Linked DNA regions of Sus scrofa: region 2 is linked to region 1. The links are chromatin contacts, called in public HiChIP or PLAC-seq maps. All regions are on one chromosome and are shown on one strand. The core of a region is the stretch at or near the end of the contact, and the rest is flanking DNA. Distances in the headings are between cores, read along the strand shown.

Region 1 (6,988 bases), core at 2,488-4,987:
CAGCAAAAGCGCCCCCAAACCAGAGCCCCAAAGGTGTTAACTGCCTGGTTTCTACCTCTTGGTTCTCTGTGGATAACTTTTTTTCCTCTCTAGGCCTCAATTTCCCTGTTTGTACTATGGGCAGAGACATACTCCCAGGATGCGGAAGTGTCAGCTAGACGGGCCTTCCCCGTAGCCATGGGGGTCGGAAACAGGGTCCAGTGTCAAGGGAAATGCCACCTTCCCTTTGCCATTTACCAGAAAGGGCTGGGAGTAAGGGGAGAGGACAGACAGATATCTGGTGGAACTACAGATCTCTTGCTTCTGTGCGTTCCGGGGGGGGGGGGGGCAGGTGGAGGTCTTAGGGAGCAGGGGCAGGCAGGGTTTTTGCCTGGGCGGCGGGGATCTGTTCGATCACCCCGCTGGCATCCGGGTGTTGCTCTGGGGCCCTTGGGGAGCTGCCTCCCGCTCAGGTCCTCAGTTTCCCAGGACCCTGGGTCATCACCCACTCTTACCCATCTCCCCTTGTGGACAACGCCTTGGCCTCTGCTCATCACGCCCAAGACTCCAGGCTGTGAGTGGACGTCTTTGGGGCTGTTCGTGTGCTGCTTCATAAGGCGAACGAACATCGAGGGACTTTTCTAAGGGACAGGTCTTCAGTCTGGCCTCCTGGGGGCGAACGAGCAGAGAAGATTCCCTCTTTCCCTGGGGCGTCCCTATAGTCCCTGTTGGGTTGTGTTTATCTTGTCTCTGCTATTTGAGGGGGTGGGTGTGTTTCCATTTGCACCCGCAGAAATTACTACCGCTACTGATGCTCTTCAGGAAAGGAAATTGATCTCTCTGTGCCTTAAGAGGGTTGGGATAGCCAAGAGCAGGAAGGTTTTAAAGTCTGGGGTGAGGAGGGGGGCTTGCTCACTGGGCCTGAGCTGCTTTCAGTGTGGGGAGTCCCTGAGGGCTGAGCAGCTCTCTCTACTCTACTGTTCAGAGCAACTGAGAGGGAGGGGTGTAGACACCAAATCCCACTCTCCGTGGAAGAAACTTTGAGAAGCTCTGAGGGAGTCTGAACTCCTGGGGAAATATCGAGCATTTCCAATTGCTCCTTCCACATATAAGACTGAAAATGGCTTATGGGAATTTTCAATGGCTTATGGGAATTTTCAAAGTTTAAAATTGCAAGGGCTAGTTCAATATTCATCAGAGGAAATCCATGAAAAGCTACCACTCTGCTGGTCTGGGTGTTGCTCCCAGTTTTTTCTATCACACTCCCTGTCTCTTTTCTACCTTCTCTTTAGCTCCCTTTCTACCTAAACATTTCTTCCTGGGTGAGAAAGCCAGATTGAAAGCACAAGGGCAACCCAGTTCCTGCCCCAGAGCCAGCTATCTCTGGGAACTAAATAGGAGGAAGACAACCTTCACACACACCAGGCCATAGGAGGAAAAATAAAAGGGGGTAGGAATCTTTTGATAAGACCAGTGCTATTTGGCTCTGGGTTGGTGAGCATACTTTATTTAATGGGGCAGAAGGTATTCGTAGGAATTGGGTTGCTGAAGGCTTCTTTCTGTGGGACAGTTTCTCATTAGGATCAGGCAGCTTCAGGCCCCTCAATAAACACTCATTTGCTGAGTACTTCTAGATTTGCTCACACCCCCCCCCGCCCCCGGAAATCCATGTATTGTGTGCCTCTCACTGATCCTGGACCTCAGAGTGGCTGTTTCTCCTTTCTCTGTCACCCTTGGCAGTGATCTTATCCCAACTCTGTGTTCCCCATCACTGGGTTATGTACCTCATCAGATTCAACCTGGTCTCCTGAACGAACACTGCTCCGGAGAGTAAAAGGGAAGCTCAGGCAATTAAGGAGGGGGAGGTCTGGGTCTTATGCCAGTGCTATCTGGGACTCTTTGATAGGAGGGGGGCCCCTGATTCCTGGTCCTCCTTCTCTGAAGGATTCCCCTCAGAGAAGGCAGGGTCTGGTCCAGGCAGGGGAAAGGATTGACTCTGGGGATGCTTTGGGCCTTGGAGGTTAAATTTAGAACTTTAGGAAGTTTTTAGCAGGCAATGGTGCATTAAACTTTTATAGAGATGGAGAATATCCAACTCCCCCTTTCCCCTCTTTACAAACCTTCCAGTGTTTCTACCAACATAGCCTTCATGAACATCTCCTGTGTGCTAGGAACTCTGATAGATGCTGTGGGGATCCAGAGGATCAGACAGATCTCTTCCAGAGGGTCTTGGAGGAGATGGCATTAATTATTTAATTATGGTACCAGGGAGAAAGAGCTCATCACATTAAGTGCTCCACATTAAATGGTATGAGACTGGGCAGGCTTTGTGCACAAGAGATAAAGCAGTGTTGAGGACAGTGGATGGAGCCTCAGGGCTGAAACACAGTCTTTAATCTAGTTTAGAAGTCTGGAAGTAGCTCCCACTTTCCTGCTCTGCCAAGAGCACAAAGCATAACTTCTGCCTGTCTCCATTCCATTCAACATGGGCATGTGTACTTTTCCATCACTGACCCCATGAGTTTCCTAAATCAAAGGGCCAAGGAAAGCCGGCAGAAAGGGGACCTGGATTTCTGGCAGAGAATTTCCCCGAAGGAGTCCTTAGCAGATTTGGCTGCAGTCAGGGAGTTCCTTTGAGGGCAATGAAACAGAAGTTCGGCCTGTGCTTATTAGAGGTTACAACCCGCTAAAAAATGATGGCCGCATTACCCAGAAACATCTAGCTATTTCCTTTGCCAGCCACAAGCATATATGCTGAAAGGTCTGAAGTAGGAGACCATTTCTTCTTCCCTTCCTCCCTCCGATGATCGTTCCCTCCTTCCTCCGTCTCTCTCTTCCTTGACAGGTGGCAGGTGACAGAAGTTGGGCAAAGGTTTGTCCAAGCCCCTCATTTTAACAGAAAGAATGAGGAGGAGAGAAACCCTACACCAAATAACTAATCAGAGACATTGTTGTTGCTTTGTTCGTTACTCTAAAGAAAAACTATTGTGGAGGGGATAAGGGGGTGGGGGTTGAATTCGAGTAAAATTTAAAATGCATCATGGCACAGCTCCAGGGAGAGCATCCGTTCCGCCGTTTACACTTTACATGAAGTGCTCCGGAGAAGTGAGCATGTGAGGACAGTGCCTAACGCCGGCGCCCTCCAGGCTAATCGCCGCCCTTCAGGCTAAATGCTGCCGAGCGAGAAGCATTTCGGAGGCTTGACTATGGGTAGAGCACTGGTCCCCACTCCCTGCGGATCCATAGCGCCTCGCTTGCCTGGGCCCAGGGTCCACTCCTCCCTGCCAGCGTGGAGGCAGTGTGCCCTCCGCAGACTCCCAATACCGATCTCGCGCACCCATTTTCCAACCCACCACCCCCTCCTCAAAGCGAAGAGGTGGGCACCTGGGATGCACGTCCTGCTTTTTCTGCCCGGGCTCTCCTGTCTCCTCCACATTTGCCCCCGACGTCCCAGAACAGCGGAGCAGAACTCGGCATCCGCCCAGCGAGGGCGCAGCCTGTGCGCCTCTAGCGCTTTCAGGGCGCGGCGAGGATGTTAAACCGACCGCAAAGGCCAGGATGCAGACCCCAACTCAAATCCTGCTCCCCTTCTTTCTGTCTCCCTTCTGCCCGAGTCTGCCCAGCTCAGCCCCGCTCCTCCCCAGCTCGGATGTCGGTGCTCGGAGATTCTTCGTTTGCCACTTTGCGAGGAACTTTGGCCGGCTCCCCTGCGCCACCCGAGGAGGGATGTTAGTGAGCTAGCAAGGCCCTACGCTGAGAGCTGGAAGGCACCTATGCTGCGATTGGCTGCGGCGAGGCGGAAGGATGACGTTATGCAAATGAGGGGGCGGCCCCTTGAGGCGCCGGCCCCGCCTCCTCCCTTTGGGGTTAGTGTGCCTGTGTTTAGCTCTGGGGAGAGTCAAACTGGATTCCATAGGGAAAGCCTGCAAATCACTTCTATTTTAGCAAGAAGAAAACAGAATCTCCATTCAGCAGGGTCCACTTCTCTCTCTTTCTCCCTCTCCTCTCCTCTCCTTTCCTCTCCTCTCCTCTCTTTCTGTCTTTCCCTACCCCCCTCCCCCTCCCCCCCATCCCACTCTCCCTCTCTGGTGTATCTGTCTACAGCAACCAGCGTCCTCCTCATCTACACGCACTGAAAGGAAAGAAATATCTTTGGTTGGGAGAGAAGGAGGAAAAAAAAAGAGAGGAAAAACTTGCCTGGTTGTGGAAAATGACACTTGAAGTAGCAAAGCCGGCAGCGCGAGTTGAGTCTATTGTTTCTTAAATTGCCACCAGGGCTTTTTTTTTTTTTTTTTTTTTTTTTTTTTTTTTTTTTTTCTTCCTGCTTCTTCAAGTGAACGGTACCTCTTCAAAAGGAAACTCCAGCCCCTCCTGTCCTCCACCGGCTTGTGATCATTACAAAAAAAAAAAAAAAAAAAAAAAAAAAAAAAAAAAAAAAAAAAAAAAAAAAAAAAAAAAAAAGCAAAAAAAAAAAAGCAGAAAAAAAAAGCACCCAAACCAAAAATTAACCAACCAAACAACCCCCAACAGCCAAGCATACATCTCTATTTTTTTTTATTTTGGTCTTTTTGTTGGATTTTCCCTTCTTTTTTTTCTCCGTTTTTTTTTTTTTTCGCGTTATCGCTCAGTTTTGAGCGAAGGTTTACATTTTTTAAAAATTTGCTTTCCAGCCCGCCTTGATCTTCTAGCGCGAGTTCATCGACTCAAAAAAAAAAAAAAAAAAATCTCTGGCTGGCGTTTTTCTTTCCTTTTTTTTTTTTTTTTTTTTTTTTTTTTTAATTTTCAAGGGGGAGGAGATTTTCCACAAGAAAAGGTTGTTTTCATGTTTGGGATTCAGGAAAGCATCCAACGGAGTGGAAGCAGCATGAAGGAAGAGCCGCTGGGCAGCGGCATGAACGCGGTGCGGACGTGGATGCAGGGCGCCGGGGTGCTGGACGCCAACACGGCGGCGCAGAGGTGGGTACCGCACGGGGACCGCGGCCGGGGAGGCGAGCTGCGAGCAGTAGAGCTGGGAGGCGGTAGCGGCCGTGGCCACGACGGGCCCGGCCGCGCTACTGCGTCTGCCGCTCGGCTCTGTTCGCCTCTGGGGCTCGGTGCTCCCCGGCCGCTCTGTCTTGATTGCCTTCGGCCGGAGAGCCGGGAGCTGCCTGAGAAGAGCCCACGCTTTGCCGGCAATTTCCCCTGCCTCGTCTGTGACTGTTTTCATTTTGTTTTAAGCCAGAAGAGGCATCTCACGAGCATAATGTTGGATATCTGTGTTTTCTGGGATTGCTATTTCTTTTCCGGCCGGTTGTCTTTTCTTTCTTTTTCTTTTTTTCCCCTCCTTCTCTTCCTTCCGTCCCTTTTTTCTTTCTTCTCTGTTTCTTTCCCTTCTTTCCTTCGTTCTTCCTTTCCTTCCTCCTTTCCTTTTTCTTCCTTCTTTCCTTTTCTCTCCTTTAAAAACTTTTCTTTTCCTTCCTTTCCTTCCCTCTTTTGCTCCCTTTCTTTTCTTCTTTCCTCCTTTTCCCTTCCCTTCTTCCTCCTTTCTTTACTTCCAATCTTCCTCCCTTTTTCTTTTCCTCATTCACTCTCTTCCTTCTTTCCTTCCTCTTCTTTCTTCACTCTTACCTCCTCTTTTTTCTCCTGTCTTAACTCCTTTTCTCTCCTCTTTTCTCTCGCCATTTCTCCTTAGAACCATCTCTTGTTTCTCCTCTCTGGTACTCCTTCCCTCTCTCTGGAGCTTTCAGTTTTTCTTGGTCCACCCGGAGAACAGCAAATCCTAACTTTAATTCTGACATCTGCTAAAACTCTTCCCCATTCTCTGTCACCATGGCCCCTTCTAGCCCCTCAGCCACTCTCAGCTCCTGGAATGTGGCCTGGAGGCACTGCTCTTGGAAACTGACCTGGGCGAACTTTCCTGGGCACCCACAGTATCGTTTCTGGGGACTCCTGGTCCCAAGTGAGAAATGGCCTTTCTTTCTTTCTTTCTTTTTTTTTTTTCCAGGCCACCAGCTGGTCTTGGGAGAATGGGAGATCTGGTGGCCCCAGGCCCTATCTAGCCTAGAGAGGGCGGAAGGGGAAGAAGGAGGATGACTAATTACATCATTCTCATCTTCCCCGGGGTTGGGGACAAGTGTCCATAACATTGTTCCCATCCGCAATGATTATAAGGATGGGGTGGTTGGTAGTGAGAGTGAGTTAGGTAACTGGGCTAGAAGCGAAAGTGTGCTGTGTGTTTGTGTGGCGCGTGCGTGTGTGTGTGCGCGCGCCCTTGTGTCGGGCAGGTCGGGCTGTCAGTGGCCGCCCTGCACTCATGGCGCCCCAGCCTCCAGACCCCAGGAGGGCGCGCTCAGCTGTCAGCCCTTGTCCATAGGATTTCTGGAAAGAGTGTGAGGATTTCTGCGGAACAGCGAAAGTTTGTCAGGACAGATCTTTAAAAAATCCCAAGTTCCCTTTCCCACAGCGACCACCTCTGACAGCTCCGAGTTCCACCCGCAGATCCTTTTTCTCCACATGCTTTATTTGGGGGACGTGTGGCTTCCCCAGACGGGGCACCCGCAGCCGAGGGAACATGAGGTTTCCTGGAGGATTGCTGCAGCGAGGAGCAGAGCATGTTCCCCATCCACTCTCACCTGTCCACGGGAGATTCGAGGCGGTGGCGGGAACCAACTCCCATGCCCCCCTCTCTCAAAGTTGTAAATGACCGGCTTAATTCCGCGGTCGCGGATTCACCTCATCCACAGCTACTTTTCTACCTCCCCATGCAGCGCGCGTCAAGTCGGAGTAAATGCGTACAGCGTTTTTTCTTTTGCGCAAAACCCAAACAAAACTTTTACACCTCTTTGGCGAGTTCGGGGGGCTCAGTGGCTCTTGGCGGGGAGGGGAGGACAAGCGAAAGCAGGCATGTCCTGTCGCCAGGTGGGCCTGAGGCTCTTGAGGGTGCGTGTAAGGCCCCCACTGGGTGTTTTGGGAGCAGAGACCGTGGGTGTTTGAGGATTCGCGCGTGTGTAAGGGGTGACAAGGGGTCGCG
Region 2 (7,439 bases), core at 2,179-4,678, 1.1 Mb after region 1:
TTACTTCTAGAAAGGAGCATTTAGGTAGAATCAAAAACAACATGCACTGGACTAAATATTGAAACTAAGGTACAGCTGTTTGCCTCTTATGCCAGTTTGGAAACTGCAAGAAGCAGAAGCCAAAATGGAATGAGATGTGTAAGAGATTAACTGGAGGAAATGCCTTTGAAGAAACAAGGGAAGAAGGGACAAGAGTAGCTGGGAAGAGTCTCAGACCACAAGGAAGTTCTGTCAAGGGAGAAAAGGGAAAGAAGGAAGATTGGGTAGGAAGAAGATCCGTCCAACAGCAGCAATGCTCTGAGGAAGTCTGAACCAGGTGGACGGGGAGACTAAGGCAATGCTGGCCCAGCAGAGGAGTCCTGCACTGGGCAGAAATGGCCTGGCTCCAAATACTTGTCATATTGAACGAATGTTAAAGATGAACAACACCATGCTCAGTCATTGCCTGGGGAGAGCCCAGTGATAGCAGGGCCTTGGCATAAATGCTGTGGCTGAACCCCAAGAAGTGGCTTTGGAAGCACTGGCCATCCACACTCCTCTCAACTTACTTTCTAGAAGAAAAATCTGGGCGATGCCTTTCCATGGCTGCCACACCCCGGTTCTATGAATTAAACTTCTCCAAAGGAAACACCAAGGAGCCAGCCATATGAGATAAGCAATGTCTACAGCTGCTCCTCTCACACAAATAACACAGCTAGGTACAATTGCTTTCAAACCTTGTTGGTTTGGCCTTACTAAAAGCCCATTTAGTGAAAAATAATGTTTTCCTGAAGAGAGGTAGGTGGGACATTTTCTTGTTTATTTTTCTCCTGTGGACACATTTAAATTGCCACAAAGAAGTTACTATGGAAACCTTTCCCAAACTTGCAAGATAAAGGGTAAAAATGGAACACTTTGTTAAAATGCACATGATTAGTCTTTGGAGATGAGAACCACTTTTTAACAACCTCTCCTTGTCTAGTTCTGAGTCCACTGAAATTCTCTTGAATCAAAGGTAGACAGGCAGGTTTTTGGTGCATTCTAGATGGCATCGGTCAACTGTGAAACTGCCACAGGATGGCAACTCTGGAATAAGTCAAGACACTTTCACACTTGGTATTGTAGCAGCAGATAACAAGATTGTACTCTCTGGGTAACTCTGGTGAAGCTGCTTGAATTGCTATAAAGGCGCAAACAGGTCTAGGGTGGGGAATGTGGTTATTTTTATGCTAGGCCTATTCTGCGGGTGTACCCTGAACCCACTTGTTTGAAAGTTAACTCGCTCAGCTTTTATTTATGCAAAGCAGTTTCTCCTTTTCATCTCCCCTGGCCACATTCCACCCTTTGAATCTTGCTTGGGCTGGACAGTCCTTTCAACAGGAAACATCTGAAAGCCAGATTTCTCTACCTACCTCTGCTCATGTTTAACTACCCTCCCCACTCACCTCGTCACCTCTCCAACTCACTTCCATCTGTCTGCCAGAGCACAGCTGTCTTCTCTCAGCTTTGCTTTTGCACCTTTTCCGCTTTTTTGTACTTTTCTGCCTGGCAATTCTTTCAATCAATTTTGCTTGTCTTGGGCCTTAATCTCAAAGTCTTGTTGAAATCCTTTTCGAAGCTGCTTCTAGTTATTAAATAGATGCAATACGAAGAGGTGATTTGACCTGAAGACTAACCAGGGGTCAGAGGTTCTAGATTCTTGATTTGGGATCATTGTTACCTAGCTTCATTACTAGCAGCTATCAATTTCACGTCTCCTTTGTGAATTAGAGTTTTCATCGGTTCCCCACCCTACACCAGGAATTCTTTTCTTGCAGAATTTTCTTCTTTTGGTCAGCTTTTTAATCACTGAAGTTTCAGCTTAAATAAAATGTCCTCAGAGAGACTCTAAATATTCCATAATGTTATTTTCCTCAAACATCACTCTCCACAACATTATCTCCCGTTTTCTTCAAGCACTTTCTATCAGCAATTATCTTAAATGTTTCCTTGATCACTATGTTTCCTCCAAAGACCTTTAAGATCCAAGAGAGCTGAGGCCTTGCCTGTCTTCTTCCCAACTGTATTCCTCACTCCCCACACATAGAAAATGCTCAATAAAAATTTGTACAGTGAGGAGTTCTCCCTGTGGCTCAGCAGGTTAAGAACCCAACACAATGCCCACAAGGATGTGGGTTAGACCCCTGGCCTCTCTCAGTGGGTTAAGAATCCAGTGTTGCCACAAGCTGCAGCTTAGGTCGCAGATGAGACTCAGACCCGCTGATAATGTGCCTGTGGCGCAGGCCAGCAGCTGCAGCTACGAGGGGACCCTTAGCCTGGGAACTTTCACATGCCACAGTTTTGGCCGTAAAAAGAAAAAAATGTACAATGAAAAGAACTGTAAAGTTTAATTAGTTGGACCACAGGAACTTCAAAGTTGCCCAACTCAAAAATGAGTCAAGAGGAGTTCCCGTCGTGGCGCAGTGGTTAACGAATCCGAATAGGAACCATGAGGTTGCGGGTTCAGTCCCTGCCCTTGCTCAGTGGGTTAACGATCCGGCGTTGCCGTGAGCTGTGGTGTAGGTTGCAGACGCGGCTCGGATCCTGCGTTGCTGTGGCTCTGGCGTAGGCGGGTGGCTACAGCTCCGATTCAACCCCTAGCCTGGGAACCTCCATATGCCGCGGGAGTGGCCCAAGAAATAGCAACAACAACAACAATAACAACAACAACAAAAGACAAAAAAAAAAAAAAAAAGAGTCAAGAGAAAAATGAAGTGACAACTATTGCAATAAAACACTGAATGTGGTAAGAATATTCACCTGACAAGTTCTTGGGCCTGTCATAAGTATTGTGCTGCTGTTTTTCTACAATTTCCCATGGAATGTGAACTGAGTTTCCGAGCTTTATAATAAAGTAACAAGGATAGCAGGTAGTTGCCTAAATATCAAAGCACTGTGTCAAAGAGTGGAAAAAGTTTTGAAACACAACCTATTCAATTTACAAGGATGGAAAAAGTTTTGAAACACAACCTATTCAATTTACAAGGATGGAAATTAAAGCCCAGAGAAGGAAGTATATTTAGACATTTGGAACCAAATACAGAGTAGCTTCTGCAAATGAGTAATACATAGGCCAATCACACTTCCTTATAATCATTATTAACATAATAATACCTTATGTTTGAAAAGCAAGTTTGAGTGTGGCAAGATTCTACACCCCTGGTTCTGAAACGTGAGCATGGAGGATTTGTTAAAGTACAGAGTGCCGAGCCCCACCCCCAGAGTTTGAGATTCTGTGGCTCAGGGGGCTCGGGAGGGGCACGGAGAACCCCGAGAGCTTAAGAGGAAGCACACTAACCTTACCTCTCCAACTCTCCCTGTTTAACTGTCCCGCTTGGCGCGCAGAGAGAACTACAAGTCCCAGCGTGCCCTGCGCGCAGCCGGCGGAAAGGCAGGCACTTCCGCTCCACGCAGCGCCTCTGCCCCCGCGTCTCGACGTGTCACTGGCGGCGCCGCGGCTGTGGCAAGAGAAGGAGCTGACTGGGGGAGTTTGAGGCGGCGGGCGGCGGCAGCGACCCAGGCCTGGATCAGCCCCGACGCGGAAGTGTTCCGGGGTCCGTGGGGAGCAGGAGAGGGGGTAGCGGCCCGGCCCGCTCGGGGCACGATGTTGAACATGTGGAAAGTGCGGGAGCTGGTGGACAAAGCGTGAGTATCGGGGGGCAGTTGTGGCCCAGGCCCACGCGGGAGAAGGGGGTGGGTGGGAAGGAGCCGGCCCTGCGCGCGGGGCCGCCAGCGTCACGCCCCCCGGCTGGTTGGCCCCATCATGGCGGCGACCGGTTGTCTCCCCGGCCCCGGGCCGCGTCCCAGTCCGCGAGTCTGGGAAGGGACCCTTCCTCTTTGGAAACATCCTCTTAGCCGCATTCTCTCCTGCCCAGGCGTTCCTCACCCTGTCCCTACCCTCACCCTTCCAGCTATAAACGCTTTAGTCAGGGGGGTGAGCAGGGTTGTCTTGAGCTGGGTCGCTGCCCTGGCCGGAGAGCTCTCTTGGCTGCGGGCTTTGGGCTTTGCTTCTTGGGCAGCAGCGAACGCTTGGGGTTAGGGGACCTAGTTCACGGGTTCTCTGCGCCCCTCATTGTGGTGCGGAGACCTTAGGTTTGGTCACGATGTGTCCTTTACCTTGCTGGGTTTCTTTTAATCCTTAATGAACCTGGTGTGTTGGAGTGGGTGGTAGGTGTAACAAGTGGCCGTTGTGGTCAGACTGAAGTTACTCAAGAGGCGACTCATCCTTTGCTTGTCTAATACGAGTGAGAGTAGATCACCACATAACTTACTGTGATTCTTTCTTTCTGATCCTTTTCCCCTACACTTCATTTCCCCTCAAGAAGAAAGCAACCCAGGTTTATATCCTGTTGATCCACTTTTAACTCCCCTGACAGGTAAAATGACTAATACATAGTTGATTTTTTTCTTTAAAACTTAAGTGATAACTTTAGTGTCTTACTACCACTAGGGAAACCTTAACACTTAAAGTGAATATATTACAGTGATGTAACAGGGGTTAAGTAAGATCTTCTAGGCCAGCAGGAAATAAAGTTTAGGAATTTAACCAGTCCCCTTCCTTTTGGGTTTTAGTGATGATGCAATAAGTGTGGTGACAAAAACAGTTCATTTGTGCTGCTCACCCAACCTAAAATCAGAAAGTGTAGATGGCAAATTCTTGAGGCTTTCGTGACACCAGAAGAAAATAATTCATTAAGAGGTATAAACTACTAGGTATAAAATAAATTAGATCCAGGAATGTAATGTACAGCATAGGGAATGTAGTCAGTATTTTATAATAACTTTCAAAGGAGTATAATAGAAAAATGTCAAATGATTGTGTTGTACACCTAAAAGTAATATTTTAAATCAACTATACTTCAACTTTAAAAAAAAATTCACAGTGGTTTGGATAGTGCATCAGATAGGATTTAGAATTTGACTATATTTTCAGATTTTCTATGCTACCAAGAAGGTAGTAGAGTGCCTAAGGAGTACAGGTTTTTGAACCTGCAGAGCTGGATTCAAGCTCTGTAACCTTGACAGATTAATTCATCTTTAAGTGCCCCAGTTTTCTCAGGTACATTATGAAAATAATGATAGACACTTACCTTAGAATGTTAATGAGAATTCAGGGCTAAGGGCTTAGATAGCATATAAAGCCCTTAATACAATATGTTTAGATCTGTATGCTTTTGATAATCATAGTCAGTGTTCTGCATCAAGAGTAAGGCTAAACTTCGTTAAGAGAGAAACTCCACGTTTGAAAAGTGATTTGCTGATTTTCCTTTATAAACTGTTCATTTGATCATTAAGCTCTCAATCCTTTATTTTGGATGTTTTGTTATTTATATACCTTTTGCTTTCCAAAGATAAAATAAAATCATAGTTCTTTTCCAGATGCAAGTTCGTTGGTTATTTTTTAATATACGGTAGAAAGACTGGGATACCAGCTAAAATAATCTTTAAAAGTGCAAAAGTCTCTGCAGAACTACCTCTTTATATCTTAGCCCGAGGACAGAAGCAGAAAAACAATTTAAAAAAACCTTGTTATCTTAGGAGACTAAATTTCTGGTACTTAAAAATTTGAAGAGACTACATTTTCAAGAGACAAATCAAGGCAATATTCTTGCTCTTGTTCATTTCATAGTGTCTGTATCACCTTTGTTACTAATCTTCAAATTAAATTTGTCATGTAAGTAGTCACCAAGTCATCTAAGGGGAGAGCCCGTTGTGAAAAATAACTTGTCTTCCATTTTACTACCCAATTTAGAATGGAGACCTGAACCAAGTTATTCAATAACATGTAAGAATGTTGCCACCAAGGACTTTTTAAAGCTTTCGTGGGTGTCTGACACATGATATTAGGATTAGAACGTGAGGTTATTTTACTGAGACATACTCAAAATTTAATTTTCATCTTTCCCTGGCAAGAGAAAACAAATTCTTCTTCCCAAATGTAAGCCTTTTACAGAACCAGTAACTGTAGCACTATGTCCAGTTAGACAGTTCACCTTAAATTACCGTAATGGAGGTGGAAGCAGATCCATAGAATGGCTCTTCTGATTATCAAAGGAATAAGGTGATGAGGAAGCTAGGAAATGAGGAAACAGAGAAGTGATTAAGGACTGCTCTGAGAGCTTGGTTGAATAGAAATGAGGGTTTGGATGAAGAACACTGGTTAAAAGTTTGGGAGACCTAGGTTCAGATTCTGATACTGCCTTTTAAATTAGCCATATGTATATTTTGAGGCAGAAACACATGACTCTGCAGACTTTGGATTCCCTTCAAAATGATGGGATTGGGCTAGAGTAACAGTTTTTCCAGCTTCGCTGGCATTTTGGAGACATGCATTTCTATCGAGGGAAAGAAAAAAATGGAACAAGTATTTCATAACAACAGATAAATTTTAGAAAGTCATTATCTTCCAGAAACAGTTTCAGCTGGAAAAAAAAAGATTTTTTTTAATGTGGCAATCAATAAATGTTATATTTAAATGCTTTATGCAGTAAATAAGTGCAATCCATGACTCAGGGAAATAAGGACTTTTATTTAGCATATATCTCTATCCAGTGATGTTTACTTCAGAAAGAAAAATAGCCTCTTTGAAAATGTGTCCTCTGGAGCTGCTATTAGATCCAGTATGGTGGCAGTTCTTAAGTATAATACTGTATTTCCAATATTGGCTTTTGAGACTTTGAAGACTTTTATGGAGATTGGGAAGATATTTTGCAAAACTATTGCACCTGCTGGTGGTATTAAATGGCTCTGTTTTGCAGAACATTATGAAACTGAGGAAAAGCAGATAAAGCCATAGGCCAGCCAGAGCATGGAGTGCCAGTTTCCTCCCACTTGTATTCAAGTTGCATAAAACACAGTTGTGGCAGGAAAGGATAAGTGGCACTACTCCCACCAACTGGGACTAGCTTGACCATTGTCATCCTGTGACCTGCCTCCCTTTATCTGAGGCTGTGACATAATTGTGTACTTTTAAATTTTGTTATCACATGTATGGTATAGATTGCAAGTTTCTGTATAGTTCTTTTTTTTTTTTTTTTTTTTTTTTTTTTTCCAGATTTCAGAAATCTAGTGAAGGTAACCTGATAGTGGTAAATCAGACTGCTTCTTACTGCTTCTTACTTCATGCAGGGAATAATATTAATGGCAAATCTATTCCATCAGTGGCCCTTACTGTTTTTATGATAGTGATTGAAATTGTGCTGGCCAGGGTCCTAAGGCAGCTGCTATAGATGGACCATTTTAAGTTATTCTCTTAGAATACTTTGTATTTTACCCCCATAAGTTGATTTTTGTTAGCATTATTTGCATGGTTTTTTGTTTGTTGGGTTTGTTTTATTTGGTTTGTTTGTTTGTTTGTGCCACATCCGGCAGCATGCAGAAGTTCTGGAGCCAAAGATTGAACCAGTGCTACAGCACTGACC

The links. HiChIP or PLAC-seq counts read pairs in DNA pulled down with a chosen protein or histone mark.
Region 2: a contact with region 1 is called in an H3K27ac HiChIP or PLAC-seq map of alveolar macrophages. The contact joins the promoter of CLINT1 here to the promoter of EBF1 in region 1. A contact is called at or near these places in 1 of 5 promoter capture datasets (fetal skeletal muscle) and 1 of 2 datasets of contacts at active chromatin or transcription factors (alveolar macrophages).

The regions. Positions count from the first base shown.
Region 1 is chr16:64,354,274-64,361,261 of Sscrofa11.1, forward strand. EBF1 (transcription factor COE1) reads left to right here and starts at 3,738. Exons shown (of 17, transcript XM_005672579.3): 1 at 3,738-3,845; 2 at 4,817-4,935. The coding sequence starts at 3,753.
Region 2 is chr16:65,494,055-65,501,493 of Sscrofa11.1, forward strand. It overlaps CLINT1 (clathrin interactor 1), which reads left to right and starts at 3,429. Exons shown (of 12, transcript XM_021076894.1): 1 at 3,429-3,663. The coding sequence starts at 3,623. It overlaps LOC110257284 (a long non-coding RNA gene), which reads right to left and starts at 3,415. Exons shown (of 5, transcript XR_002339697.1): 1 at 3,322-3,415.